2 separate regions of the Sus scrofa genome follow, and region 2 is linked to region 1. A link is a contact called in public promoter capture Hi-C data. All regions are on one chromosome and are shown on one strand. The core of a region is the stretch at or near the end of the contact, and the rest is flanking DNA. Distances in the headings are between cores, read along the strand shown. Region 1 holds the start of MANSC1 (MANSC domain-containing protein 1). Region 2 holds the start of BCL2L14 (BCL2 like 14).

Evidence for each region. Promoter capture Hi-C pulls out the DNA fragments that hold promoters and counts their contacts.
Region 2: a promoter capture Hi-C map of liver shows a contact between it and region 1, with 4 times the contacts expected there. The contact joins the promoter of BCL2L14 here to the promoter of MANSC1 in region 1. A contact is called at or near these places in 5 of 5 promoter capture datasets (fetal liver, fetal skeletal muscle, liver and 1 more), 20 of 47 Hi-C or Micro-C datasets (adipocytes, adipose tissue, alveolar macrophages and 13 more) and 2 of 2 datasets of contacts at active chromatin or transcription factors (alveolar macrophages and skeletal muscle).

Annotation. Positions count from the first base shown.
Region 1 is chr5:60,080,285-60,084,379 of Sscrofa11.1, reverse strand. It overlaps MANSC1 (MANSC domain-containing protein 1), which reads right to left and starts at 1,966. Exons shown (of 9, transcript XM_021092342.1): 1 at 1,913-1,966; 2 at 1,787-1,812.
Region 2 is chr5:60,355,878-60,359,908 of Sscrofa11.1, reverse strand. It overlaps BCL2L14 (BCL2 like 14), which reads left to right and starts at 2,178. Exons shown (of 6, transcript NM_001315668.1): 1 at 2,178-2,232.

The DNA of each region.
Region 1 (4,095 bases), core at 717-3,216:
TAAATGATTAATTTATTTATTTTTGTCTTTTTTTAGGGCCACACACTCAGCATTTGGAAGTTCCTGGGCTAGGGGTCAAATTTGAGCTGCAGCTCTTGGCCCATGCCACAGCAACAGCAACACCGGATCCTTAACTCACTGAGTGAGGCCAGGGATCGAACCCAAATCCTCATAGATACTAGCCAGGTTCATTACCACTGAGCCGTGACGGTACCTCCTCTACTAGTTTTAAATCAGAGCTGCCCACCACTAATACTCCTGTGGCTTTTGCCTACATGGCTCTTAAAGAAACACTGCACTACATTTAGAGGTTAGTGAAACAAACTTTTCCACCCAAGTTCACAGACTTTCTGAATACTGCTCATGGACTCTCCAGGTTAAGAATCCTAGCACAGGAGTTCCCACTGTGGCAGAGGGTTAAGATCTGGTATTGCTGCAGCTGTGGCATATATCACAGCTGCAGCTAGGATTTGATCCCTGGCTGGAGGAACCTCCATATGCCACAGGTGCAGAGGAGATAGAAGGAAAAAAACAATCCTGGCACAAGTTACATTTTTATGCTGCAACATTTTGCAAGTCTCTTCTAGTCACTGGAGAAAACAAAACAGGTACAAAAGAGAAAAACCCGGCCAACACTTCACTTGTGGATTCAAAGAGTCTCTTCCCAAGCTCTTGCAAAGAAACCTGAACTCCTGCCAGGGGATGCAGGGGAAGGGGCTGTGTTATCATCACTAGCATCTTCACTGCGCCTACACGCCTGGATGGTGAGCAGTTCTCATGAGCTTCTCATTAATGTTACTTAATGATTATTAGGTAACTTAATTCTTCTAATCCATTATTATTAGGTTTAAAGGTCTAAAGATTAACAGATTTTTAAAAGGTGGTATGTACATACAATGGAATATTATTCAGCAACAAAAAGGAATGAAATTCTAATACAGGCCACAATCTAGAAAACATTATGCCGAGTGAAATAAACTAGATACAAAAGCTTAAATAGTGTATGATTGCGCTTATATGAAGTACCTGGAATAGGCGAATGCAGAGACGAAAAGTAGAACTTACCAGAGGTTGGTGGAAGAAGGAATGCGGGGGGGGGGGGGGGTTGTTTTGTCTTTTTAGGGCCACAGCCAGATATGGAAGTTCCCAGGATAGGGGTCAAATCAATCTGAGCTGTAGCTACCAGTCTGCACCACAGCAACACCAGCTCTGAGCAGCGTGTGCTACCTACACCACAGTTCACAGCAACACAGGATCCTTAACCCACTGAGCGCGGCCAGGGACCAGCCCACATCCCCATAGGTACTGGTTGGATTCGTTACCAGTGAATCAAGACAGGAGCTCCCTGAAGTTATTATTTAATGGGTAGAGTTTCTATTTGGGATCGCAAAAGTGTCCTGAAAATGGATAGAATGGCAGTTACCCAATGATGTGACAGTACCCAATGCCACAAAATTGCACACTTAAAAATGATAAAAAGAAAAAATTTACGTCTACTTTACAATAGAAATACCAAAACAAGTTTATAATAATAACAAAAGTCCAAAGTGAAGTTGAATCCTGTTGAGAGAGGGGAACGAATACAGGTGGAAGGGAGACGAAGCGCATGCCCGCTTGCTCCAGTCCCGGCAACGCACCTGCAACAACTCTGTCAAATGCTGGAAAACATTTTACGCACAGCATAATCTAACTTAATCACACACACACACCCTACAGAGTATTAGACAATTAGCAGGTTCGATGAATACAGGAGACAAACCGTACAAGAAAAAAATGGAAAACTTGCCCTTCCTTTGGGGAAATGTACGTCGCTCACTAAACTATTCTTCTGCCTCTGGTGACGATAAGGGGAGCCGCTGCTACCGGCCGCGCGGAGACCCCCTGGGCGGGGGAGGTGGCAAGGGAGCCTTGCCCCGGGAAAGCGGGGAGCTCTGTCCCTTCAGGTGGCGACGCAGGGGACTGGAAGAGACGATGGAGAGCCTTTACCTGGCGGCGGGAAGACGGGGCCCTGCTGCCTCCCGCTGCTGGGCAGCCCCGCACGCTCGGGGCAGGAGCCGCAGATCCGCAAGGCGCTGGGCGAGGACGCCTGGGCGGCTCCGCAGATCCCGCCCAACCCGGGGTTTGTGGTTCCCGAGTTCCTGCTTCCGTTGGGGCCTCTCAAAGTTTGCCGGAGGGGGAAGGGCACATTCCCGCCCTGCAACCCGGAGATGCTTGGCTGCAACCTGGAGCTTGTGCTCTAGGCACGCGGGAGAGCCGGGAGCCGGGAGCCGGGAGCCCCTCCCAGTACACACACCCACCCGCCCCGGGCGCCCCACTCACCCACTCACCCTTTCACATTGTGCATCCCGGCTGTGCGCACTGCTGGGGGCCGGCCGCGACCCTCGTGAGTACCTAAGGGTCTGCAGCTGCGAGTTCTCACTTCTCACTTCCCCGAGGCCAAAGAACAGGCAAAAACCATGAAAGTCAAACAACACAAAAATGTACACTATACAAGCATACCTCGTTTGATTGCACTTAGCAAATATCGCTTTTATTTATTTATTTATTTATTTTAATTAAAGGCTTGTGGTAATCCTGCTTGGAGCAAATCTATTGGTGCCACATTTCCAACAGTTTTTGCACTTTTTGTGTCACCTTTTAGTGGTTCTCACAACATTTGAGACATCGGTGTAATTCAAGAGCAGGTCAGGGAGTTCCCATTGTGGCTCAGTGGTAACAAACCAGACTGGTATCTCTGAGGACTCAGGTTGATCCCTGGTCTGGCTCAGTGGGTTAAGGATCCAGCATTGCCATGAGCCGTGGTGTAGGTCACAGACCCAGCTCAGGTCCCTCGTTGCTGTGGCTCTGGCGTAGGCCGTGGCTACAGCTTGGATTAGACCCCTAGCCTGGGAACCTCCATATGCGCAGCAGCAGCCCTAGGAAAGGCAAAAAACAAAAAAAAAAAAAAATAAATAAAAAAAATAAAAAAAATAAAGAGGATCCTGTTTTAACTGTTCAAGGCATGGATGGTCCTCAATCAGGTTGGCAATTTTTGTGTTAAACGTGCAAGTCAAGACTCTGGAAAGGCATTGGGATTCTGCAGGATTTATTGTTTACAGGTATGGATAATAATGATGAAAACAATGGGGTCTATTTAAAAATTTTATCTCTAATATTTAGCATAGTACCTGGTACATAATAGGTACATAGTAAATATTTAACAAAAATTTATGTGTTGATTGCATGCATAGGAAAGAAGGCCTAGGGTGCTCACATCACTCCCACCCCTGTACACAGGCAAACAAGCACAACATTATTCAACCACTGACACTTAAATTGCCAAGCGTTCTAACCTTTCACCATATCTCTACCTTGATTGGTGTGAGAGAGCTTTCAGACCTAAGGCACCATGCAGCTGTAGATTTATTCTAGGCCTGACAGCCTACGGTTCTAGTTTTAACCAATAGCTGCAGGAGGCGTATGTTGACAGATACGGCCTGTGAACAAAGGTCCATTGTGTGGAACTAACTCTACTAGTTGTATCCAGACGATGACCTGCTCTTTTTTTTCATTTTTAGCTGCCCAGTGGCACAAGAAGCTCCAGGACCAGGGATCAGATCTGAGCCACAGTCTCGATGTAAACCGAAGCTGCAGCAATGACAGATCCTTAACCCACTGTGCTGGGCTGGGGATGGAACCCATGTCCCAGCACTCCCAAGATGTTGCCAATCCTGTTGTGTCACAGTGGGAGCTCCAGCTTGGTCTTTTTTTTTTTTTTTCCCAGGGCTGCACCCAAGGCATACGGAAGTTCCCAGGCTAGGGATCAAATTGGAGCTACAGTTGCTGGCCCTACACACAGTCACAGCAATGCAGGATATAAGCTGCATCTGCCACCTACACCACAGCTCATGGCAATGCTGGATCCTTAACCCACTGAGCCAGACCAGGGATCAAACCTGAGTCCTCAGAGATACCAGTCTGGTTTGTTACCACTGAGCCACAATGGGAACTCCTGACCTGCTCTTGAATTACACCGATGTCTCAAATTTTGTTTTGAAGAGTTACCAAAGTAAAAGAAACTCCAGAGTGAATTCCCATTGGAGTAATTTTTCTCAT
Region 2 (4,031 bases), core at 929-3,428, 280 kb before region 1:
ACAGAGCAGAAACAAGGAAAGTATTTGCAAAGATATAATGTTTCAGGCAAGGCCATCCTCCTGAAGGAGGATGTGAGCAGGGTCTATTAGCAGATTTCTCAGTCCTGACCAGGAAATTCCAGTTTAGCTGGAATCACATTCCTGGCTAAGGGTGACTTTGTAATTAGGATAGGTATTAAGTCTTGGCCTACTGCCACGGAGCCAACACACGTGACTCCAGTTGGGGCTTATGGTTTCCTTTTTCATAAGGGGCAGAGGTCCCTTTATCCACCTGACCGCAGGGGTGCCTCCTGGTAGGTACACTCTTGGGGGCAGGATGAAGGGAAAGGTCAGTGGGCCGGGCAGATACCTGAAGGGTAGCTTACTGTCACTGTCACAGAAGGAAGGAAATGCACCCCATTTTTAACAACCCTCATCCCTGAGTGACTGGATCTTGGTGGTCTCTATTCTATGAGTGCTCTTTTATGTTTTCTACCTTTTCTAGAGCACAATGTGTATTTTTAGAATCAGGAGAAAAGTAGGCTCGGTTTTTGTTTTTTTTTTTTTAATATATAACACGTCTGGAGGCCTGTCTTGAGTATGTGCCAGTTTGTTGGGTGTGGAAGGTGTGAAGCTGGGTGACTAATGGACATTGTCGTCAATGAACCCACCTCCTCGTGCTGACTGCCCCTTCCTTGTGTTCATACCTGTGTTCATACCTGCCAAGACCTTGTGAGATTCTAAATGGTTTCTGCCCCCAGTTTCCTTAAGTCATGTAACTCTGAAGTCCAATCACAACTGTGGTCCTTACTAGGCAATTTAGTTACTTGTTATATCCATTTGTTGATTCTTGAATTGTTTCAAATGAATCTATCTCTTCTTCCCAAAAAAAAGACTGAGTTTTTTTTTTTTTTAAAAAGACAAGACATTCTTAATATTTCTTGAATAGCCCTCCAGGTAACTAGACTTGTATTCATTATGTGCAATAAATATGAATTTGCTGGTGAAATTTCACTTTGAGTCACCAAAAAACTAACTTTCCCATAACTGCTGTCATTTGTCTCTCAGGGATGTTTACCTAATATTTAAATGGCCAGTCCTTTCCCCGCTTTTATGAAATCACCCTTAATTCCCCTTTCATTTCTCACTTCCTTCATCTTCCCAGTTTGAGTAGCCAGCACTCATATTTCATGATCATAAATATATACTTCAGTTAAGAATCTGGATAAAGCATAAAATCCTATCTGTTTCTTCTTTCTTATACATAGGGAATTCTATCCCTAAAATCATAAGCTATAGTGGTTTTTTGTTTTTGCATTTTGGGGCCATACCATACCCATGGCATATAGAAGTTCCCAGGCCAGGAGTCAAATCAGAGTTGCAGCTGCTGGCCTACACCACAGCCACAGCAATGCAGGATCCGAGCCTCACCCGAGACCTACACCACAGCTCACATCCACACCAGATCCTTAACCCACTGCGTGAGGCCAGGGATCGAACCTGCATCCTCATGGGTTCTAGTCGGATTTGTTTTTGCTGCACAGCAACAGGAACGCCCATGTAACCTATAGTCTTTACATGAGTTTTTGTGGGTTTTACTATGGCTGGGGTTAGATTCTGTTTTGAAAGCTTTTCCAGGGGTTCCATTGGAATACAACCTTTGAATCTCACAGGAGAGGTAACAGGATATAGTGGAAAGCCAGAAAGACCAAGATTTGGATCTCAGCTCACCTGACGGGGACCACTAACAAGATACCTTACCTCTGAGCCTCAGTTTCCTTATAGGCAAAATGGGAATCGTAACACCTGCCTCCTGATGTTAAGATTCAAGATGTCCCACAGGTGATCAGTAAACATTTGCTAAACTGATGAAATGGAAAGCACTCTCAGGAAAACACCCAAATAATTGTCTTTGTCCCAAAGGGCAGTGAGAGTCCTTGGGAAACCGTGTAGAACTCCTTTTCGAGTCAAATTACTTGGGCAAAGGTCAGCCCCTCCTTCAGTTAAAAAGCTGAGGGCAGGGCTTAACGAGGAAGTGGCTCTCTTTCCTGAGCCTCCCTCCAGCTCTAGTCCCAACCTGAAGAGGCTACACCCGCTGGGGTCTCAGATCACAAGAAGCCTCCCGCAATGAGAAGCCAGGAAGACTTGGCCAGAGTTTCCTCTTAAGTTTCGTGGAGAGAGACTCAGGTATAGAAATATCCTTACTGCCACCTGACCTGAAGCAGGAGACACCGCTAACAGCCTGGAGACCAGGTAACACCAGGAGGCACCAGTCTTCATTCTCAGCCTTTCCAGCAGGACCTGGGGTGGGCAGGTCCATCCTGGTTTTGCTAACTCACTAGAGATGAGCAGACCTCACGTTTCCCGAGTTTATTTCCAAGATCTTAGCATGTCAAACTCAGAAAGCAAAATTAAGAATCTAAAACTAAACGTTAAGCAACTAGTTTGGCGTTTCAAAGAAAGGGAAAGAAAGATATTTAGGTTTCTCTTTCATTTCTCCTTTGCTCAGAAGGCTTGGGATAGGTCAGTTCAGAATATGTAACTGGCCAAATGATTTTGAATTTTGTGCAGGCCTCTCTCACTGAGTGCGTGACAAGGTGCGTGATGACCTGACAGAAGCCTGTGGAAATGCAAGCTTCCTCCCCCAGAGCAGAAATGGGCTGCAGACAGGCGTGCCTGGGTTTGAGCCAGAGTCCTGAGCACATGTGGGAACTTGGACACAAGGTCTAGTCCTGGCAGACCCCCCTAGAGACTTCCTTGGGTACAAGGCTCAGGTGAAATGGGAAATTCTGCTCCCTCCCGAGGTCCCCACCCCCTTTGTTCATAATCATCAGAGCCTGAGTCTCTGTCTCTCAGTTTAGCTTCTATTGTAATGATTTTACCTCATTCCTCATTTCTCCCTGAGGATTTAAAGGACAGAAATGACAAACAGGAGGCGGGACGAAGACACTAGATGTTCAGGAAAGCGAGGGGGGAGGGCAGATTGCCTCTGAAGGGCATAAGGGGGGCAGAGGGGGCAGAAGGGCAGGTGAAAAGCAACCAGAAAACACTGAGCTCCTAATTTGGTCCTCAGGAATGAGCGTCCTCACTCCTTTTTTTTTTTTTTTTTTTTTTTTGGTGGGGAGGAGTCTTTTTAGGGCCACACCTGCGGCATATGGAGGTTCCCAGGCTAGGGGTCTAATCAGAGCTACAGCTGCCAGCCTGCACCACAGCCACAGCCATGCCAGATCTGAGCCGTGTCAGCAACTTACACCACAGCTCACAACACCACTGGATCCTTAACCCACTGAGCAAGGCCAGGGATTGAACCCACAACCTCATGGGTCCAGTCGGATTTGTTTCCGCTGTGCCACAGTGGGAACTCCCTCACTCCTGTCTTACATTCAGGTCTCAGCAGAGTGAGCAAATTTGAATTCCATCCAGCTTCCTGGGGCCCTGGGGCCACAGCCTCTGTGCCGTTGTAGGGTCTCTTTCCTCCGTGACCTGCCACAGGAAGGGAAGCAAAATCTAACCTCGACAAAGGAATCCAGAGCTAGAACAACCCCAAGGGTGTCCTGCCATCCTGGAGGTCAGGTGCCGCCCTGCCCCGCTCCTAGGGGACTAGCTGCGTGGGAACCCGCAGGACTTTGGCCATCTAGGGGTTGAGGGAGAGGGAATCTTCTGGGAGGGCAAAGAGGCCAAACAAAGACACCATGTAACCTCCCTCCCTTTCAGAAGCAGTTTGGTGTAGATAAGGAGAGGGTATGTAAATACAAAGAGTAGGGCTGGGGAGCCACTGAATTACAATAAGCCTCACACATCTGATCCTGGAGCTAATTGAACCCTCCAGGCTCTGCACCTACACCCTGGGACCCCACCCAGGACTTCCTTTCCATAAACATAAGCATAAAACTTACCTGTACATTTCCATTGACCCAGAAGTTGAGCATTTTGAACACGAATGGCTGAGAGCAGAAGGGCTGCAATGTGTGATAAAGTAACTCGCTGCTGCTCTGCACCAAGACGTTATGGTCAATTTAACAGCGCCCTCATTCACAGTGGGGATCAGTGGG